2 separate regions of the Sus scrofa genome follow, and region 1 is linked to region 2. The links are chromatin contacts, called in public Hi-C maps. All regions are on one chromosome and are shown on one strand. The core of a region is the stretch at or near the end of the contact, and the rest is flanking DNA. Distances in the headings are between cores, read along the strand shown. Region 1 overlaps PREP (prolyl endopeptidase). Region 2 holds the start of LOC106508909.

Region 1 (5,567 bases), core at 1,172-3,671, 160 kb after region 2:
ATGAAATTCTTTCCAGGTGAGGACACCCAGACTTATTACCTCATCAAAAAGAAAAAAAAAAAAAAAAAAAAAGGCTGTCTAGTATTTTATCGTATGAAAGTACACACATTTATTTAACTGTTTTCTCTTCAAAGGCTATTCAAACTATTCTTTGTTTTTCTGTTAATCAACAATGATGGAGTAAGTCCCTTTTACATAAATCTTAAGTACTTATGCTATGATTTTTCTTTTTCTTTTTTTTTGGAGGGGTCTTTTTAGGGCCGCAACTGAGGCATATGGAGGTTCCCAGGCTGGGGTCAAAATGGAGCTTTAGCCTGTGGCCTATGCCACAGCCACCATAATGCCAGATCCAAGATGCATCTGTGACCTACACCACAGATCACAGCAATGGCAGCACCAGATCCTTAAACCACTGAACAAGGCCAGGGATCGAACCTGTGTTCTCATGGATACCAGTCAAATTCACTTCTGCTGAATCACAATGGGAACTCCTGCTATGATTTATACAGGATATATTTTTAGACATGAGCCAGCTAGATTAAAGTGTATGTACATTTAAAACGTCGATAGATTCTGACAAATAATTCTCTAAAAATGGTATATCAACATAAGCTCTTAATGACAGTTATTACCTAAGTGTCAATTTCTCATTAGCAGTGGATGTTAAGATGGATTTTAATCTTCGCTAGTCTAAGAGGCAAACATTACCATCTCATTATCATTTTAAGATTCAGTTTTTAAGTTACGAGACATTTTCATCTGTTACTGTATAGCTCTTCCTCAGAAAACAAAGTGTGCCTACCTTTTCGTGTGTTACTTTCTCATTAGTTTACAGAAATTCTTCTTTTTTTTTTTTTTTTTTTTTTTTTGCTTTTTAGGGCCACACTTGTGGCATATAGAAGTTTCGAAGATAGCAGTCCAATTGGAGCTACAGCTGCCGGGCTACACCACAGCCATAGCCACATCAGATCCTAGCTGTGTCTGCAACCTACACCATAGCTCTCAGCGATGCTAGATCCTTAACCCAGTGAGCAAGGCCAGGGATCATACCCGTAACCTCAAGGTTCCTAGTCAGATTTGTTTCTGCTGCACCATAACGGGAACTCCCAGAAACTTTTCTTATATTAAGGATATTTACCCTTTTTTTCCTACCATACATTTTGTTGGTATTTCCTCCCCATCCATATAGCCTGTTTTTAAACTTTCTTTGAATATAGATGCCACACACACACACACATATATTTATGTGTATACATATATATATATATATATTTACGTATGTGTGCACACACACACAAATAGATAGGACTCCCTCACTCCAAGTTGTAGAAAATATTTTTTTGTATTTTGAATTTTTATATTTATAGTTATAACCCAAATGAAGTTTATTTTTACATATAGCCTAGTATCTAACCGCTCTTCCCCAAATGGCCAACTACTACACCAGAATAATTCTTTTCCCCACTGTTCAGAAATGCCACTTTTGAATTAGGTTCTGCCCAGGCCTCATCCATTTCGATTCCTATCTGGCAACTGCTTCTTTGGCTTCCAAGTTGGAATATTTCTCTTTTCCAACTTTCCCAACAGATCTACTACTAGCTCTTCCTCCTGCTGCCAAATGCATTGTTTTGCAGTTGTCTACTTTTGGTCTTCTCTTTTCTCTGTGAATTCCCCACCTGCCATCTCACAGAGCTCCAGTAAACTACCCTGGGCTAAGGACCTTCATTCTACACTGGCAGGTCCCCATGAGGGGCTGGTTAGGAAGCCCCTCTGGCTGCACTGCTCTGAGGGCTATGGTTGCACACGGTGGGTGGCCTGTCTGCATCCACAAGCCAACGTGCTCTAGGAATACCTGGTACGGGCTCCTCTTTGGGGCCTCTCGTTTTGGCTAGCAACAGGGGTCCCTTGTCACACCCCAACTGCCAACTCTGGAATCGCATCCTGTGTCAAGGACCCCACCCTCAGGCACCAGTTCCTCCATTCCTCTCCCATGTGTACTGGTGACCCCGCCCGGTTCCCTCTGCTGCACTAGTCTCAGACTACCTGGTTTCCTGACTCCTCTCATTTACTAAAAAGAAGCTGTGGCAGGAGTAATAGAACCCTGGACTATTATTAGTAACATATACTAATCACAATGTACTTTTTATATTTATATCATACAGAAGCCATTGGTGCTTGATGAGGAGACAACTGCTGGAGCTTAAACCCACGGGCGTGTTCCTATTATTCAATAGTTTATTGCTACAACAACACTCAGGTTCAAGTTAAAAAGCAGAAAGGCTTATTATACTTCATTCCCTCATACTTGTAACCAAATGAGAGTGAACTGACAATACAAATCCATTCCTTTAGAGTGTCCATTGCGGGCACAGCCCTGTACTGAAATGCCAAAGCCTTCAGGGGCCCCTTAGTGGACAGGAAAACAAAGTGCTCACATGGGATCTAGCAGGAAGCCACTTGAGGAACAGAAAGGCTGTCCGTCACCCAGGGCCAACTGCTCACGCCAAGCTGACCCCCTCCCCCCGCCCCCCCATCTTCCCCGATCCTGTCAGTGACAGAGCAAACACTTTGTGGGGCAGAGCCAGTCCAACCAGGAGCTGGTGACACCGACATGAGCCCCAGGGTCTTTGCCTGGCACACCTGTCCACCTTTACAGACACAAGCACCACCAAAGAAACTGAGATGGACAGAAGGTCTTTAGAAGGACCCATGAGACCTCATGCGAGGGACTCTCTTGGCATGTTTCTATGTGTCCCCTTCATCAGGGACACCACAGCCGAAAAATAAACAAGACCATGATCAAAGCCACAGTTATTCTAGACGTGAGTGAGCTGACCAACTGATCGAACACTGAATTAAGAAAGGTTCCTTCCTTAATCTAGTGTTCCTCCCTTTTAAAACTTAAATTCTTCATTGCGAGACGCTCACAGCAGCATGACAATGTTAGTCCATACTTAAAACCAGGACATTCAGCACAAGGTGATAAGGAACCAGACCCCCTGGGAAGCCCAGGCCACTTCTCCACAAAGGATGGAGATGGGTATTTTCAAGCAGTTGTGAGACTGTGCCACCTGGGGAAGAAAGCTGGTGTCAGCTCTTTCTCAGCCCTAGGATCATCCCAAATCCTGGGGAGAAACATGAGACCGCTACTCTGGGACCTCATCTAGCTGGTCACCCTCTTATTTTACAGCGAGAAACCTGAGATCCATGAAGCTAAGATAAAGGCCAAGGTAGCACTGCCAGTGCCTATAAAATTATCTCCTAGTCCCAAAGTAATTCACTTCAAGCTGTTACTTCCTGGAAGCATCTTTACTGGGTGTAATTATGTAAAATTTTGCAAACGTTAGAACCTTTGGCATAGGTATAATAGTTCCTCCTTCCCCCAAGACAGTGATCACCAGTTTCTGTGGAATCTAGGGGACAAATATTTGGCTAGAGATATCATACTTTATTTACTTTTCTGTTTCTGTTACCCTCTTGAAAACATTCATTCCAGACAGAGGGGTTATTATTACTATTTTTAAGGCAAAATGAAGTCTGCTTATAAAGATCCTTATCCCAGGAGTCATCAATGTTAAAATCTTGAGGACAGAAAGAATATTAAAACAGTAACAAAAATCCCACTCTCTCACACCATTCTACTAAAAAATTCAATTGTATTTTTAAAAGGCACAATTCACTTCAGAATGAAACAAAAAATACTTGAGAGAACATAAGCAAATTAAAGCCAACTTGCTAAGTAATCACTTTAAAGCAGCTCATTTTGCACATTTAAAACCAGATGCTAATGAACAACTGTTTCACAGATAAGCATTCACTGATCTTTGAGATGAATCCTTTAAATTAAAAAACACTTGAGGAAAAGAAAGAAAAGGTTTATATAATTGTACCTCATCAAAAGTGTCAGAAATGAGCCATTCTTATTGTCAAGTATGACAGTGCAGAAGTATCACTAAATATAGAGTGCTTTTACTCTGGAAGTGTGTTGGCACAGAGGGCACTCCCTGTATGTATGTCCAGCTGTCTTAACATGTGAATCTGGTTTCTTACAGATGAAATAAAAGCATATTCCTTTAAAGGAAAAACAGGAGCAAGGGAATGTAACAAATCAAGGTTCCGTTACTGTTCTTCAGAATGACATCAGGGAGTTCCCGTTGTGGCTCAGTGGGTTACGAACTTGAGTAGTATCCATGAGGATGCAGGTTCGATCCCTGGCCTCAGTGGGCTAAGGATCCGGAGTTGCCCTGAGCTGTGATGTAGGTTGCAGAGAAAGCTTGGATCCTGTGTTGCTGTGGCTGTGGTGTAGGCTGGCAGCTACAGCTCTGATTCAACCCCTAGCCTGGGAACCTCCGTATGTTGCAGATGCGGCCCTAAAAAAGCAAAAAAAAAAAAAAAAAAAAAGAATGACATCAGTCATGAAAAGATCACCTCTCTCTCTACCGAAATGATTCCTTTTCTTGAGATAAAGATATTTAGTAATAAAATCAATCTTGCTAACACATTTGAACATGTGTAACCATTTAACTTCCTCAAACAAGCGATCTTCACCCCCACAGTTTGCTCCCTGAGGCAAACGCCAGGACTCTCCTTATCACCGGTAATGGGATGTGCTCATCCTCAGAAGATGAAGGAAAACTGTAAAGTGCAAGCCTTTCGCAGAGGAGAATGTCTGGTGACAGCAACTCCCACCTAATTTTAGAGGCTCACAGGTTGAAAGGAGAATGTTCACGAAAGGGTGCTGAGCTTCCCTTTTCATCAGACCTGACAGAGGCCACTCGTGTGGCCTGTGCTGAGTGTGGCAAATACATGTGACGAGGAGCAGAGCTGCTCAGAAATTCCATGCTCAATGCAGACAGGGAACAAGACATTCCATCACCCAAAGAGCTGGGCAGAGGGCAACCTCTGTGCCCCATTATCTTGTAAGACAAGTGGATGCAGAACTGTGAGGAGGCCCTGTACATTTCTGTGCTTAGGTTAAAAATACCAGCCCGGCACTGGGAGGCTGTAATCCTATCTCTTTCACAGACTTGATTTTGGAGGGGCGGGAGGAGTTTAAGTTACCTCTGGGCAGAAAATATATAGGGGAGTGTCTACTCTGGATTGTTTTAGCTTGCATTCCAAAGGACAGCTAAACACTTTTGTACCACCAGAGATGTAAAGAACTCCCGTGAGGCACCTCTATGACAGCAAAGTCAGTCTATTTAAAATCCACTTTGCCTTTTGGGGCACTTTTTGAGTCCCAAGAACGTACTAAGTGGTATATGCAGAGTCCCTGCAGAAATGCACCAGCTCTCAGAGGCTCAGCTATCTGTTCTTTGGGATAACAAACCTATTTCCAGGCTCAAACTGTGCAGCAAGATGTGAATTAGAAAGTGGAAGGTTCTGAACACAAGTAAAGACAATGGTACTGGCAGAACTGGAACATGACACTGATGAGCTTGGAAGAGTTGAGAAGTGTTCAGGTATTTAAAGGTAGTAAGACATCTGGGGCTGTGATGAAAAACAGGATTTGACTGTGAGACAGAAAAGCCGTCTTTAGTTCCACTGCTCTGATCTCTTTGTGGTGG
Region 2 (6,157 bases), core at 296-2,795:
ATTGGGATGGGGAGGCATCATTATTTCAAAAACTCAATTTATAAAAAGTTTGTTTTCAAGAACCAAGCCAGACTCAATCTCATCATTTCTTCAGGAGGAAGAATGATATTAAATGTCCTGCAATACTCATGATGTCAACATTAGCTTATGCATTAGCATTATGTAAGCTAATAATAATTACCATTTCTAGGCAGTTTAGAAGGTGCTTTCACTCCCACTGTCCCATTTGTTCCTCTAATTACCCTATGTTCTTTATGGGGCAGGGACAGTGTCACATTCGTCTAGGTATATCCAAGGCCTAGACTCTGCAGAGAATGCCAGAGGCAGACGTGAAAGCCATATGGAAGAAGTTACAAAAGAATGACAAACACTTTTGGAAATTACTTTTCGGTCGCCCCAAACCTCAGTGGTAAAGACAAGAGAGTACCAAGCCTTCCTGAGGTTGAGAGGGTGAGGTTCTATACCACAAGCCCCAGGGAGACACATAAGCCAGGGGAAGTCACTTCTGCTCCTTGGGTCACCTTTTTCCTCGGAATTGAGACAACTGGATATGTTATCTTTGAAAGCCCTCCCAGTTTTACTAGTCTGTGGCTCTAACTCATATTTCTATAGTCAGTTAATGAATACATATTCCCCTTTAGATTCACTTATTACACCTACTGCCAACTAAACCACTGTAATTAAATTTCAAGCTTTTAAAAGTTCTCCAAGTGGCACTAAAGAATTAATTTCTGGTCAAGAGAAATGACAGGAAAACTATGATCTACTAACCCAAGAACCAAGGACACAGTAATATGAATCTTTAAAAGATGAGATAATCCTACAACACATTTTGATGCACCGCAATGTATTAAAAATATATAGTCCATATATTCATTTTATTTTCTCTATGTATTACATATTGCATAGTAATTAACATAATATATGATTCATTTTTGTATGTTTATAACATACAAAGTCTATTATTTACCTATGTATACTTACCTGTGTCTCTATTTTGAAACACCAGTAACCTATTGTCAATAAATATCGATCGGATCTTGCCGATTTCAGCTTCTTTTGACCACTACTTAAAGGAATTATGTGGCTTAAGCTGAACTATCCTTTATGCTGAGAACGAATTGATCTAACAAGGAAAAGTTAGACAGGTAAGTTGAGAAACGTTCAGATTAATTTTGACGAAATCAAGGCAAATTTTCTTTCTCCTATTAGTTCCCGGAGTCAAATTCCTTAAAGTCCCTGTTCTAGTAAAGTCCTGTATATCTACTGGTTTTCAAATAGGTGTGTGCAGGGCTGAACAGATAAAGGCGGAACTAACATTAACCCTTCACCAACCTACAGAATTGAAAAAGGTAACAGCGGTGAGCAAAAGTGGTGCTGGTAGACTCGCTCAATTCATTCTGCAATTCTAACTGAACCTTGGCATATCTTCGGAATGGCAAAAGGCATTAAGTTGCTAAGAGTCTTTTCACACTTATTCTTGCCTCAAAGCCAACAGTTTCTGGGACTTGTCCGGCCAGCAACCGGTTTCCTAAAGCCTCAAAAATGAAGGCGCGGGTGGATCACGGGTTCTCCAGCTATCTGCGCTCCCCAGGCGCCCTGTTCACCTTGCTCCTTAATGAGAGAGGGTCAGTGTCAGCTCTTCTTGACCCGAAGCTCTCGGGCTCCGGGGTGTGGGTAGTGAGCGCCTTGACCCACTTCGCATTCCCTGCGCCAAGCCAGGGCGGGCGGTACCGTGCGCCTAGCGGCCCTACAGGGGGCGAGGAGGAGCCGTAGTAGGTTCGCGGACCGGGAGCCCCGGGAGCCTCGCCGGGAGAGGAAAGGCCAGGCTCATCCACGGCTTGAGGGCAGCAGAGCGCGGGAATGGCCACCCGATGAGGCCGGAGCGCCCGAGGACGCTGGCGCTGTCAGACCCGAGTGGCGGCAGCTGACACCTGAGGGTCTCTGAGCGCGAAGCCCAAAACCGGGGTGAAGGGCGGCTTCCAAGGACAGGGAACCCCGGGAAGGCGCGGCTAGAAAGGCGAGGGCGGGGATCCCGGCGGCCGAGGCTTGGAAAACAGGCAGCCGCTGCCCGGGAGTGCAAAGTTGCTCCCAACCGAGCAGGGATCCAACTTTCGGTTCCCGATTTAGCCGGGGGAGAGCTGGGCTGCAAACAGCCGGGCGCGCTGGGGGAGCCGCCGACAGCTGCGCCTCCCGCTCCTTACCTGGCTAGTCCCTGGAGCAGAGCCTGGGCGGCGCTGGCCAAAGTTTGGGGAGTCAGCGGCGGGACGCGAGGGACACGGACGCGACGGCTCGACGGGCGCCAGACGCGAAAGCCTCGGCGGATCCGCGGGTCAGAAGGCTGCTGCGCGGATGCCGGGTCCCAGCGCTGGCAGCGGCTTTGACTAAAATAGGCATAGCGGAGACCGCAGCCAGGGCTGGGGCCGCACCGCGCACGCGCCCGGCGCCCCGGCGCCCCCCGGCGGGCGGAGTCCCCGGCCTTGGCCAGGACTCCCCGCCCGGCTCTTCCAAGTCGCCGCCGCGTCTGCACAAGCGTGGTACATTTGAAACACCCGCTTCTTTCTTTCCTGGTTTCCTCCCTACTTCTCGGTTCTGTCCTTGTTTGGGCATGAGTGGGGGGCGAGGAGCGTTTTGGGGTCAGCGGCGTTGGTTGCTCATCTCCGTGGGGATAACTCGAGCAACAGGGTTCTCGCAGAGAGAGCAATCAGGAATAGAAGAACTAGATCCTTCTTTTCCCCACAAAATCAAACGACCCATTCGCACAATTCCTTTCTGGGACAAACGCCAGCATCTCCGCACAAGCCGGAAGAACCGGGAGAGTGCGCAATCGGCGTCCGAGCATGGCAGCGAAGGTTGGCCGTTTGGTCCACAGGGACGCGGGACAGCGCCTCCGGGGACCCGGCAAGGAGCGGGAGCAAGCCAGCCCTGCTGCTGCAGGGGCACTTGGAAGGGCGCGTCGACCTGAGCCACGGTTTTATTTCCATAGAAGGAGGATACTTATCCGAAATTTACATTCTCGTGGAGGCGCCTGGCCCTCAGCTGTAGGCAAAGCTCCATCTGAATCTGGCACGTGTGTTTGGCATTGAAAACCAAGGTATGAAAGTATGGTCCAATCCATCATTACTTTTATAGAGGATCGTTCTTTTGGGTGAGGAATGCTGGGTGAATTAATGAAGAATTGGTATAGGGGAGGAGTTGGAGGACAAAAGAGTAAGTAAGGTTAGCTAGGCATTCAGTTTCCAGCCAGAAGTGTCCCGTGGACGGATAGAATTTGTGCTGATTATAAGAAGATGAGGTTTTTCCTGCGTGCCAAACATGACCTAAAGACCACAAGTACGTTATAAAGTGAGTACCTGGGTGTGCACACGCGCCAAGTCTGTCTAGTGGAGAAGCAGCGTCTTCAAGAACCTGGGCGATAGTGCTGCACAGGCCAGGTTTGAATCCTGCCTCTGCTACCAACTGACTGTGTGACCTTGGGGAAGTTACGTGGCTTTTCTGTGTCTGTTTCCTCTTGTGTTGAGGACTAAATGGCTAGATATATATAAGAGGCTTAGAATGGTGTGTGGTACATAGTAAATTCTATGTATGTGAATATATATTCTACTTACAAAGCTCTGTCTCTCACATTTGAAATTTGCTCTAACGGCCCAAGATTCATTTTCAAGGCTGCTTCTTCAGAGTCTTTTTCTTTTTAGCTGCTTGGCCAGCCATTTTGATAGCTACCACTACGTACATATTAAGTAAGGTTTAGTAATAAATGTGCATAAATCTATCTTTGCATGGATATTTGAGGATGGCTTATAATGACAAACACTGGAAATAATCTAAATTCTAACTATAGGGGACTAAGTAAATTATAGGACATCCAAACAATCTTGTTCTAAGCAGCCATTAAAATTGATTTATAAACAGATATTAGAGACATAATAACATCTGCTAATTATATAGAACAGAGGTTAGCAAACTCTGGCTCAAAGGCCTAGTCCACTGCCGATTTTTGCACAGCTCATGAGCTAAAATGGTTTTTACATTTTTTAATGGTCCAAATCACCAAAAGAAGAGTATTTCATGACATGTGAAAACGATATGAAACTCAAATTCACTGTCCATAAAGTTTAACTGGAACCCAGCCCCACGCTCGTTCATTTATGGCTGCTTTTGTGCCAAAAGGCAGCATTGAGGAGTTGTGGCAGAAACTATATGAACTTGCAAGGCCTAAAATATTTACAATCTGGGTCTTTACTGAAAAAAAGTGTACTGCCCCTTGATAGAGGATGTATTTTGTGCCAGGCAGTATTATACATGGTTCAGATATATTAAGCCATTGAATCCTCATGGAAAACTCTGTGAAGAAGTAGCTTCTGTTATTAATCTCCATTTTATAGCCAGGAAACTAAGATAACAGCAAGGTCGAGTAGGCTGCTCAGGCTCACACAGCTAGTGAGAAGCTGGGCCAGGATGTTAACCGGGCAGTGTAGTTCTGGAACTTACACTCTCGTCCGCTACCTATATAGTTTCTGCCACCTTCTATCACTGCCTACACTGCCTCCTGTACAAAGATGTTAAATAGAAAAAGGCAAGTTACAAGAGTGAGAAGAACATGACAACTCATCCATGATGTTAAAAGACTAAAATGCTTATGTTCCTTGCCTCAGAGTGTTGAGATTATAAATGATTTTTCATTTTTCCCTCCTTCCTTCCTTTCCACCTTCTCCCCCTCTCTCTTATCTCCCTCCTTTCTTCTCTCCCGTCCTTCCTCTCTCCCTCTTCATCTTCTAACTTCTGCTCTTCCTCCTGCTTCTTTTTTAAATTGAAGTATAGTTGATTTACAATGCCGTGTTAATTTCTGCTGTACAGCAAAGTGATTCAGTTATACATATATCTATTTATACATTTTTAAAGTATATATATATATAGAGAGAGACAGACAGACAGAGAGAGGGAGAGACAGAGAGTCCTTTTAGGGCCACACTCGCCCTAAATGGAAGTTCCCGGGCTAGGATTGAATTGGAGCTGCAGCTGCCGGCCTGCACCACAGCCACAGCAATGTGGGATCTGAGCCATGTCTGTGACCTGTGCCTCGGCTCATGGCAATGCTGGATCCTTGACTGACTGAGCGGAGCCAGGGATCAAACCTGCATCCTCAGGGATACTAGTTGGGTTCGTTATCACTGAGCCACAGTGGGAACGCCATATTCTTTTCCATTATGGTTAAATCTCAGAATATTGAATATAGTTCCCTGTGCTGTACAGTAGGACCTTGTTTATCCATTCTATGTGTAATAGTTTGCATCTGCTAATCCCAAACTCTCTGTCCATCCCTCCACCACCCCCTCCTCCTGCTTCTTCTGTTTAATTTTCTATGATGATTACATGTTACTTTTGTAATAATTTAAACTCATATTTACTAAAATTGTAGAGCCCAGTTCTGGCTTTGCAGACTGGAATATCAGACTCCAGAGGTGCGGTTATGGAGTCAGCTCTTAGAGGATGAACTCACTCCTTACGGGACAGGTTAAGATCTAAGGCATTTAGATCCTTTCAAGATCGTGCACTTTTATGAAAAGAGTACTGGATTCAGTATCGTAAGACTTGCATCCCGAACTTGGATAGAGTCTGCTTTGGCTGAGTCTGTGTTCCACAGAGACAGGAGACTGAACTAAAGCTCTCCCCTACGTGACTATAACCCATTTAAGGATTAAAAGCATACATTTTATGTTTAAATTTCTCATCATTGATATATGAGTACCAGTTCTATAAAATGAAAAGTAAGAATTCTAGACATAAAAACTCAGGTTTGGGAGTGCCCTAGTCTCCCTGGTGTCCTCCTGCTGCTCAGATTGAACGATTCTGAGCACTATTTGAAAACGAATGTGAGGCAAGAAGGTAACTTGCATCGAAGCGTAGAATGAAAAGGATATGAAGCATAAATAACAAAATACAGGGCAGCCTGTCTCCTCTGCAAGAGTGCCAGCTAGTACAGCTTAGATTGACATAAACAGTTACTTCTACCTTTATTTCTCTATGGACATCTTAGTTTGCTTTTATAACTTGGACATAACCATGATGAGATTTCCAAGTTCAGACAGAATAAACTCTGTGAAAATAAAACAAGACCTGAGGGAGTCACTGGTTTTGAAAGTGTATAGCATTACTT

Evidence for each region. A called contact is a pair of places that touch in the nucleus more often than the background predicts.
Region 1: a Hi-C map of skeletal muscle shows a contact between it and region 2, with 4 times the contacts expected there. The contact joins the enhancer-like site here to the promoter of LOC106508909 in region 2. A contact is called at or near these places in 1 of 5 promoter capture datasets (liver), 4 of 47 Hi-C or Micro-C datasets (fetal heart ventricle, heart right ventricle and skeletal muscle) and 1 of 2 datasets of contacts at active chromatin or transcription factors (skeletal muscle).

Annotation. Positions count from the first base shown.
Region 1 is chr1:71,520,095-71,525,661 of Sscrofa11.1, forward strand. All of the region lies in intron 10 of PREP (prolyl endopeptidase), which reads right to left. Among named protein-coding and RNA genes, the nearest start is that of PREP, 110 kb to the right of the region's middle. Within about 2 kb of position 2,422, at least 3 of the 83 cell types and tissues checked have an H3K27ac peak or open chromatin away from gene starts, as enhancers often do. A contact at or near this core is called in skeletal muscle, where this site is marked.
Region 2 is chr1:71,357,867-71,364,023 of Sscrofa11.1, forward strand. It overlaps LOC106508909, which reads left to right and starts at 1,546. Exons shown (of 6, transcript XM_021084573.1): 1 at 1,546-1,628; 2 at 1,723-1,906; 3 at 2,213-3,094. The coding sequence starts at 1,546. The coding sequence ends at 2,965. It overlaps BVES (blood vessel epicardial substance), which reads right to left and starts at 2,389. Exons shown (of 8, transcript NM_001348416.1): 1 at 2,205-2,389.